Linked DNA regions of Oryctolagus cuniculus: region 1 is linked to region 2. The links are chromatin contacts, called in public Hi-C maps. All regions are on one chromosome and are shown on one strand. The core of a region is the stretch at or near the end of the contact, and the rest is flanking DNA. Distances in the headings are between cores, read along the strand shown.

Region 1 (5,226 bases), core at 64-2,563, 68 kb after region 2:
TCACAGGAGCCGTGTTTCCCAGGAGGGTGGGAGCGGGCAGGACGTGTGTGTGGAGGGGAAGCAGTCCTGCGTGGGGGAAGCGCAAGGATGGGGGATGGGACTGCCAAGAAGTTCCGATGCCTTCTATTTTCTTGTCTAGGAAAGAGGAAGCAAGGTCAATGGCCGGTCACTGAGAAGAGAAGTGGGGCATCGAAAGCTTGAGCACAAGAAACAGGAATGACAGATTGCAAAGGTTTTGACTTGTTAAAAATGTCTGATTTTTAATATCATAATAAAAAATCAAATAAACATGTGCCTTCAAATGTTGACCTGTGAAGAAAAGCAGGCTCCACGCGAGGGATCCCGCTTGCTCCGGGGCAGGAGCTGCTGCTCTCCCAGGACCATTTCTCTGCGGAGTCTGAGAAGCTCCCAGACTGCTTCCTGTCTTACCGTCCTCAGAAACAGAGATAGCACCACAGCCAGCGTGTGCAGTATTGCTTCCGACGGGCCTCGGGGCAGTGAGACAGGAGCCTTCTGCAGCCAAGGGAAGCCCTTCCCCCACCACAAGACACTGGCAGGTGCTGCATTTAGGCGAAAGCCACCGTCGGCAGCAGCGCTCTTAGGGGTCGGCCGCGGGATAACTCCGGATGTACGGAGAGCACTGATTAGCCTTCCATCTTCAGGGCCTGGAATCCAGGCACCGTGGGTGTTTCAAAACCACGGTTCTGCAACTTGCCGCCCACGCTGGCCACCTCACTTCACCCAGTGCCTTTGCACACTGGCCGGGGAGTGCAATGTTGATATTCCCCTGGCTGAAGCTGCTGCTACAGGATGGGGAGAGGCTTCAGACTTCCGGCAGCCGCTGCTCTGCCCAGTCATTTGATAGTGCAATGAATAAGTAAATTTGATTTGCAAACTTATTTTCAGCACAAAATTGGCCAGGGGAGCCGCCAATTTTCTCTTTGGCCCCTTTTCCCAAATCACGCGTCTGATGCTCTCGTAGCAAGCCCCGACAAGAGGATAAACGTGCCAATAATTTGTTCGATTTCATATAAGACGATTATCGACCCTCTCCCAGCCCAGCCGGAGTTCCCCCGGAGCTGGTCTCATTTCTTGACGGACCCCTGTGCCTGCTGATTTGTTAACTGAGTTACACCGGGGCCAGAACACCAGAACCCAGCCGTATGGAGTGAGAAAGTGAGAGCCGTGAAGGATAACCCAAAGGCGACCCTGATGACAGGAAGTCACTCCGAGGGGGCGACGCCACATCAGCCTGCGAGCTGCAGCGCTCACGGAGCCGCCGGCAGCGGGACCGCGGGTCACTTCCGAGCAGTGACCCCGCGCCCTGGCTCTTCTCCCGGCAGTCCCTCCTCTGTCGCCCAGCACGGCCATCGAGACGCAGGGCTCTGTGACTCAGCTGTCACGACCTCTCCGGGCAAGGTCCCCTGCGTGTTTTGCGGGCCAGGGCAGCCAATCTGCATGCACAGTCCTTATCAGCCAAGCAGAGGGCCAGCAGCTGCCACTTCCCAGGGAAGCCAGGAGTCCCCGGGTCAGCAGGGAAGGGCTTCCTGCGAGGACACCACGTGTAAAGTCCTCTGGGACGACAGGCATTCGGAGGATGTGAGTTATCACGGCAAAGCTCTCCCGGGCTTCTCCGACTTGATATAAATAACCGTGTCCTGGCGGCAGCTGGAGGAGAGCCAATCGGTAATGAATACTAGCACAAACAAACAGGCCTCCGGGACGCCGGCCCAGCCACGGCAAACCGCGGCTGGCACCGGCTCCGAGGTGCTGGGTGGGCGAGGCTGCGCCCACAGCACTGCATTCATCGCGGGAGGCAACGGGGGAGGGGCGCGGGAGTGGAGAATCCCGCCCCCGGCTGGGACAGCCTCCTCTGGTCCTCAGCCTAAGCAAACCCAAGTCCTCGCTGGACAAAAGCTTCCTGCTCTGAGGCCCTCGAGGTCCCCACAAATTCAGATCAATGAAATGAGTTCAGAATCAAGGAACATGGAAAAGCTGCAAGCCATGATGGGTGAGACTCGGCAAGAAAATGAACAACAAAATTAGTCCCCGCTCCCTCCGGTAATACCTAGACTCAAAATGTAAAGCAATGGGGCTGGCGTTGTGGTGTAGCCGGTAAAGCCATCGCCCGTGACACCAGCATCCCATACGGGCGCTGGGTTGAGTCCTGGCTGCTCCACTTTGATCTGGCTCCCTGTTTATGTGCTTGGAAGAGCAGCAGAAGATGGCCCATGTTCTTGGGCCCCTGCCACCCACCTGGGAAGACCCAGAGGAAGCTCCTGGCTCCTGGCTTCAGACCTGTGCGACTCTGGCCGTTGCGGCCAATTGGAGAGTGAACCAGAGGATGGAATATCTCTTTATCTCTCTGCATCTCCTTCTCTGTGTAACTCTGACTTTCAAATAAATAAATCAATCTTTGTTTTAAAAAAGTTCATAGTGAAGCAAGCATTTGGCTTATCATTTTTTTTAAGATTTATTTATTTATTTGAAAGTCAGAGTTACACAGAGAGAGGAGAGGGAGAGAGAGAAAGAGAAAGAGGTCTTCCATCTGCTAGTTCACTCCCCAGTTAGCTGCAACGGCCGGTAATGTGCTGATCTGAAGCCAGGAGCCAGGAGCTTCTTCCAGGTCTCCCATGTGGGTGCAGGGGCCCAAAGATTTGGGCCATCCTCCACTGCTTTCCTAGGCCATTAGCAGAGAGCTGGATTGGAATCAGAGCAGCCGGGACCCAAACTGGCGCCCATAAGGGATGCCGGCACGGCAGGCGGTGGCTTTATCCATTATGCCACAGCGCTGGCCCCTTGGCTTATCATTGAAGACGTGGTTTGAGATGCTCACATCCCGTATCGGAGGGCTTAGGTCTGAGTCCTGACTCCACTTCCTGATTCCAGCTGCCTGCTAACGTGCATCCTGGGAAGCGCAGGTACTGGTTCCCACCCACTTGGGAGACGTGGACTGAGTTTCCGCTCCCAGCTCCAACCTGGCCCAGCCCTGGCCACTGCAGGCATTTGGAGAATGAATCAGTGGTAGGAGCACTGTCACACAGTGCTCACCATCTCTTTCTACTTCTTGCTCTCTGCAACTCTGCCTTTCAAATAAATAAAATAAATCTTAAAAAAAAAAAAAAAAAAAGACCTGGGGGACCGGCGCTATGGTGCAGTGGGTGCCCTGGCCTGAGGCACCAACATCCCATATGGGCACCAGTTGGAGAGGCTCTGTAGGGTCACAGAAGATGAACAAGAGCTCAGTCACCCTGGAGGAGCTCACCTGCACCCGGTGGCTGCGGATTCAACTTAGAATTTACTTGTAAAATGCATCTCGCAAGCACCCTCACAGCTCCTGTACCTACCTGGCTCTCCACTCATGGTGTACTAGGCTATTCTTTCATGCCTTCGCCAGGAGCTCCTGGAGGTCACTGGCCAAGCCACAATCAAACAATGTGATGCTCAATGCATTGAACTTCCTACTAAATCCCGCCCTCTTATTGCAGGACCATGCTAAACAGTGACAGCAGTGAGTCTTCTGCGGCTGTTATCAGGTTTCGCTGCTGAGTGTGCAATCGATATTTTAGTAATTATGTGCAAATAGTCCCCATTATCCATCAAAGTTGTTACAACTGTCTCGAGCTTGGGCGCTGGTGACAAAGCCCTCCTTCAGATGCTGTGCTGTGGCCCAGAGTTGGCCGCCTTGGTCAGCGCTCAGCACCCTTCTCAGAGGAAGCTGCCCACTGGGTGCAGTGGCACTTTCTCACTAAGAAGGGCAGATGCGACCCCACCCCCAGCACAGCTGGGCTAAACCTTAAGTGCATGGTTCATCAGTGGGTGAATGAGGCCTCCATCCCTAAATGCCATGAGAGGCTGTGATATTTTTTCTAGGTCACACCACCTCTTCCGCAAAAGTCTCCAAGGAGTTACTGGGACCTAAGGTTGCTCAACTTAAAGAAAATCCCTCTTTCTTCAAGGTTCAAGGGCATCACAGCAAAGCCAGCGCTGAAGCCGGAGCAGCCACCCATGCACCTGCAGCACCATCACAGGCATCACAGTTCTCGTTAGACTAATGATGGCCTCAGGTGGCGGGGGGGGGGGGCACTCTGTGAACCTCAGTTACTAAGGAGGCAGTGCCCTGGGAAGGAGAGTGTGGAGACAGCGGAGCCAGGATGCAGTCTTGTAGCCTCGGCTGGAGACTGACCAGAGCCCCGAACACAGACTGCACCCGGGAGTGGTCCCAACTTGCCACAGGGGCCTGCGCTGCTGTAGCCCTGGCATTTGCCCCCAGCCAGCAGCCTGCAGGGACAGACTGTTTCCAAGGGTGGGTGGAACCCCCAGCAGGGCACTCCTGTCCACCAGGGCAGTTCTCCAGCATAGTGGTTCTAAGTCTATGGCAGCCAGCACTCACAGCAGTGGGGGGACCTGGCCGGGCGCCCACGGCAGTCAGCTCACACCCTGGGAGATCCAGGCTAAGTCAAGACAGCTTAGCCGACAAGGAAGAAGGAGGCGCAACACCTACCTACTTCCCTCCTTTCCCACGGGGAGTAGGCTCACTTCACTGCACACCGAGATAAAGCAGTTCTTTGTGTATGACAAGGAATTCTACAGCCTAAAATCGCAGTGAAGTCCTGTCCTGTCTCAACCAGGTGGCTCAGCCAAGCTTGCTCAAAGCCTGCCAATAGACATCAGGGGCCCCGTCTCTGGTGAGGGCCCCACCTCCAGGAGCCCCTGGCATCTCTCTGCCAGAGGCTCCATCCCCACCGGGTGGAAGACAGCTCTGTTACTTAGCCCGGAGTTCCCATAATCACCTTTCTTTTCCTGCCAAAGCAATTTCAACTCACGGAACCTGTACCACGTAGGCAAGAGAATCCAGACATAGTCAAGAGCAAAGAGAGATTCTGTGATGGGAAACCCAAGGCCAGGAGCCAGCCCCTGCAAGAAGCCTGTTTTCTAATTAGAGAGAATTGTCACCATTGGCCCAGCAGACAAGCAAGGCTTTGATCTGACTTCTTAAAATGAAAAGAGAAAATATTACTCACCCCTGCATCTCATCTTAACTTGGCATCTGCTAATACCTTCCACAAGGCCTTTGCTTTCAACTGAGCCCAGATGTTATCAGAGGCTTAGTAACTGCTCTTTGTTTTTATATAAAATTTCATTTATTTGAAAGGCCGGGGAGGGGGTCAATTTTCCATCTGCTGGTTAACTCCCCCAATGCCCACAAGAGCCCTGCCTGGACTA
Region 2 (4,849 bases), core at 1,565-4,064:
GCCTGGCCTCGCCTCGTCCACTCCTCCTGGCACTCAGTGGCCGCCAGTAAAGGCCACGCACTGCAGTCCAGATAAAAACCTCATTACTCTGGCTCGCACGCACGTCTCCCCTTCATCTAGCCGCCTCACAGCGCCGGCATTAACATCGAAATCTACAGGGAAAGAAATCGGAAATAGTGGGGTATGCTTGCAGGAGTGGTGCGCGTGGGCCACACAAGCTGTGCCACGGTGGGGCACTCCTCAGCCCTACAACCGAAGGCTAGCTTTGCCAGGCACACGCCACTGCAAGGAAAAACTTAAACTACTGAAGCACTGTCCCCCAGCCATGCTTCTCCTCTGAATGTAATGGTGTGCGGCACGTATCTTTTTGGATGTGTTTTAGTGAGTAGGCTAGGCTTTTAGCTGCATGACACACGTGTGTATGCCAGTAGTAAACGGGCCCTGAGACAAATCTTTCAATCTCTCCAAGAAAACCCTCAGTGACTGCACCTGAGTCTGATAAAATACGTCCTCAAACACCTCACTCACTCCGCTGACGCGTCATCCCGCACCCAGGGGCTCCGTCTGTATTATCCCAGCCCCCGAACACACCGACCCCATGGGTTTTGAGCCCACACAGCCGTTAGTGACACGCACGGCTCAACGTCCGTTCTCGCGTACTGCAGACGAAGAGGCGCCGCACGAGGAAGGGGAGAATCCCTCTCCCACTGCAGCATCCCGGCATCACCTAGGTGGAAAGCGAGGCATCCGAATCGGCACCTTTCAACACCACCGGGCCACGACAAGGAACCCGCTCAAACAGGCTGCCCGCTTCTCCGCTCAGCTGTCGCCTCCCAAGGGCCTTCAGGGCCTCGGCCATTTATTACTCGTTTGCTTTCGTGACTATAAAAATTCATCGCCTCTATTTAATGTCTGCGACAAGTGGCTCGTCTGGATTCTACCGCGTTCCGGGGTGTCCGAAGCCCTTGGAGAGAGCATCACTGCCTACAGCAGCAGGGCCCAACAGACACCCCCACCCCCATCTGCAGGCATACACCAAACCCCACAGCCAGCGCAGGAGGGCGCGACCAGGCCGCCCTGAAGGGCTTTCCTCACCCAGACTGCCCGCTTCACCACTCCCCTCAACTCGATTCCCGGGTCTGCACGGCAGATTTCTCCAGGGAGCACAAGTTCTCCGAACACGACCCCCTCGGCTCGGCACACGTGGGGGACCAGGGCGAGGCAGAGCCGGTGCGCCGCAAGGCCAAGGCTCTGCCGGGGCGAGGCTGCGCCTTGCCCAGAGCCTCCTGGGCGTCCGCACCTGGTGCCAAGAGATGCTCAGAGCCCAGCACGTCCCGAGACCCTTCCTCCGAGAGGGGCCCCCGAGCTGGGAGCCCCCAGTCCTCCATGGCAACTCCGGCCCGGAAGACTTCTAGAGCCTTCTGTGATGGCGGGTGGCGGTGTGTGCACCGCCGGGGCGGGGGGGGGGGGGGGGGGGAGAACTGGGTGGCCCAGCAAACCCGAGAGGAGTACTCCGGGGCCAGGGATTCCGAGCCACCTGTGCGGGGCTGCAGCTCGGCCCGGGGGCGTCCGAGAGCGAGGCCGCCGAGGCACGGCCCGCACCACGAGTCGCTGGGGAAACCAGCAAGGCGGCGGAGGCGAAGCCATGGTGAAGAGCAGCACGGGTCGTCCAGGGCCCCGAAGCCGGGCCGAGCCCGCCGCCCGGCCCGGAGCGCGCTTACCTGGGTCCTGGAGCCGGCAAAGTTGCACGGCTCCACCTCCGCCTCGTCCGGGCCGCCGCGGAGCGCGGTGCGGAGTCTCTCCAGGTGCTCCCGCAGGGTGACCCGCTGGTGGAAGGAGAAAGCCGGGTGCAGCGAAGCCATGGTAAAGAGCAGCAGCAGTTCCTCCTGGGCCCTGAGGCCGAGCCCGCCACCGGACCGGGACTCGGCGCCGCCGCCGCCTTCCGGGCCAGAGCCGTCCTTGTCGGCGTCCTGCTCCCCGTCGCCGTCCGCCCCGCGGGGCTCGTCCTCCGCGCCGCCCCGCGAGCCCTCGCCCCGGGCGGTGCGCAGGCTCTTGAGCACCGAGTCCACTTGGGGCAGCAGGCGGTGCAGACGGCCGGCGGCCTCCCGGTTCTCCGAGCCCAGCAGCGCCAGGTAGACGATGAGGCGCGAGCGCACGGCGGGCTCTCGGAAGTCGGCCAGCGGCCCCGGGTCCGAGAGGCCGTTGGCCTTGGCCTCCGAGTCGCGCAGGTAGTGGTAGTCCTTGCGCGCCAGGTCCTCCAGGCACGAGCCGAGGAAGCGCAGCTCCAGCGGGTTGCACAGGTCCAGCAGCCCGCACATGAACTCCAGGCGCTGCGCCGAGCCCAGCACCAGCCCGAACCACTCGTACACCCGCTCCTGCTCGCGCAGCGCCGCCGCCGGCCCCCCGCCGCCGCCCGGCATGCCCGTCCCCGCCACCGCCGAGCCGCCAGCAACAGGCGGCCCGAGCCCCCGGGGCGGCGGCGGCGGCGGCGGTGGCGGTGGCGGCGGCGGCGGTGGCGGCGGCGGGGGGCCCCGCGGTGGGCCCGCGGCAGGCGGCGGCGGCGGCGGGCGGCAGTCGCGGCGGCGGCGCGGCGGTGCCTTCGCGCCCGGCCGCGCGTCCGCCTCAGGCTCCTCCGCCCCGGGCGGCGGCTCCGTTGGGTGCGTCGGCTTCAGCGGCAGCTTCATCCTCAGCATCCTCGGCTAGGGCGGCGCGGACATGCGAGCGGGGGCGGGCGGGAGGGGCCGAGGCGGCGGCGCGGCCGTCAGGAGCGGGGCCCCTCCATGCCGCCGGGGGAGGGCCGGGGCCGGGGCCGGGGGTGGGTCTCGGCCGGCGAGGGGGGCGGCGGCCGGCCGGCGGGGTCGCTGGCGTCGTCTTCCCGGGCCGGAGGCGGGGCGTGCCCGCGGCGGCTCCTCCCCCTGGGCTCCGCGCCGGCTCCGGGAGCTCGGGTGCGGGTGAGAGCGAGTGAGCGAGCGAGTCCTCCTTCCGCCTCCCTCTCTCAGTCGTCCGCACCGGGCTGGGGCGGCGGCTCCTGAGCGGTTTCCTCACGAGCCGGTGAGGACCGAGCGGCTGCGAGAGGAGGAGGAGGAGCGGCCCGGCGGGGCGGAGAGGCTGGCGGTTCCGCGCACCGCGCCTCAGCCTATCAGCGCCCGGAGCTGACGGTTACGTAGCCCTCCCCGCCCCCAGGGACCGCCTCTCGCAGGGAGGCCACGCCCAACTGCTGCCCGGCCGCCTCCCTCTGTGGGGCTTCCTCGCGGTCCTAGAGGTCTGGGCTCCCTCACGAGCTGGGAGGACGCGCGGGCTGGGCTCGTGGGGTGGCGGCGGCGAGGTGAGCGGGCCCCCGGGGAGAGGCGGGAAGCCGGCGAGGTGGCCTTTCGCCGGGCGCCGGCTGGGCTCTGACTGCTGGCCTCCTCTGCTCTGCCGGTCGTGGCGTGGGCCGCCGCACCTGGGCCCGCGCCGTCCTGGCCGCCTGCGCGACGGTGTCGGGGAGCGGCGACGTCGCCGAAGTGCGGGCCCTGACCTCGGGCTGCGCTCCTTCAGGTCCCGCGCCGCGGGTGGGCCTTCCGGAGGTCCGCCAGGCGGCTCCTACCCGGTAAAACTTCGGAAGGTCGCCCGGAGGAGCGCGCGCCCGGGGCAGCGGTCGCGGCTGTGGGGGCGCAGGTGGGCACGCGGCCCGCAGGTGCGGCGAGAACGCGCGGACGGCGGGTCCCGGCCTAACGGTTCGCTCTTGGAAAACTACCCGCGAGTGTTTCGGGAAAAGCCCCCCTAACGCCTTCATCTTTGGGGGATCATCTCTGCGAAATAACGAACGTTTGGAATCCTTGTTCCGGTTGCAAATTGCCTGTTACTTCAGGTTTAATAAGCTACCACCTTGACAGGCTTCAAACTTTTTTTTTTTAAGTTGTTTAAAGACCCCCCAAAAAATGTCTGGCTCTTGCACTGTTGCTTTTATATATATATATATATATATATATATATATATATTTTTTTTTTTTTAAAACAAAGCGGGGTTTTTTGAAGGTTAACAGAAAAGGTGGGTTTTTAAAAATTAATGTAAGTTAAGTCCTACAGTAATAGAGTGGGAGTGCATAGGAAAACAGGACTCTTTCCCAGGGTGTTCAGACATGTGTTCAGCACGTGCTGAACCTTCTATGTATCTCACAATTTGATGCCCGCAGAGAATTATAATTCGGAAAAAAAAAAAAAACCTGAAGTGAATCCTAAATCCGTATCAGCAATAAAAAGGGCAGATGGAGAATTCTGTTCACATTTTGGTTTGGTAAAATACACGAATGCCATGTTGCATGTGACTGGTCACTCCCCTGTATTCTTTGGGTGTAATTTACCATTGAGAAGGCATTGGAAGACTTACTCATGATGCTGCCCCTTCCTGCTGTCAACCTCCACGGCCCTAAACTCTTTTGCTGTGGTCTTCCCATTTCTACATTTCTAAAGCTTTAGGTGGACTACTTTGGGCAACCAGTAAGCACACCTACCATGCTCGGTGTGCACAGGTCCAGGTAGCCGCCTGTCTACACAGGGGTGCTTTGTTTTGTGGAGCCAATGCTTTACCTCTCTTTCTTTTTCCCCATTTTCCTTGGCAACAAGAAGCCATTTGGTATGAACATTCCACAATACTCAACCCATGAATTTTATATCAAAAGCAGATTTGCAATCAATAATGATGACTTTTGTCCTTTTAACTTTGGCCAACATTCAAAATGCAGTGATTGCAGCAGGCACTTGGCACACCAGTTCAAAGGCCTGCGGGCCATGCTGGAATGCCTGAGCTCAAGTCCTAGCTGCGCTCCTGGTTCCAGCTTCCTGCCGGTGTGCACCCTGGGAGGCAGCA

The links. Hi-C and Micro-C count contacts between places; a contact is called where the count stands out from the background.
Region 1: a contact with region 2 is called in a Hi-C map of psoas muscle, with 2.4 times the contacts expected there. The contact joins the enhancer-like site here to the promoter of ZCCHC2 in region 2. A contact is called at or near these places in 4 of 6 Hi-C or Micro-C datasets (embryonic fibroblasts, liver, psoas muscle and 1 more).

The regions. Positions count from the first base shown.
Region 1 is chr10:16,120,013-16,125,238 of mOryCun1.1, forward strand. No RefSeq gene overlaps it. Among named protein-coding and RNA genes, the nearest start is that of ZCCHC2, 69 kb to the left of the region's middle. Within about 2 kb of position 1,314, at least 4 of the 8 cell types and tissues checked have an H3K27ac peak or open chromatin away from gene starts, as enhancers often do.
Region 2 is chr10:16,050,773-16,055,621 of mOryCun1.1, forward strand. ZCCHC2 (zinc finger CCHC-type containing 2) reads right to left here and starts at 2,815. Exons shown (of 11, transcript XM_070050075.1): 1 at 1,722-2,815. The coding sequence starts at 2,693.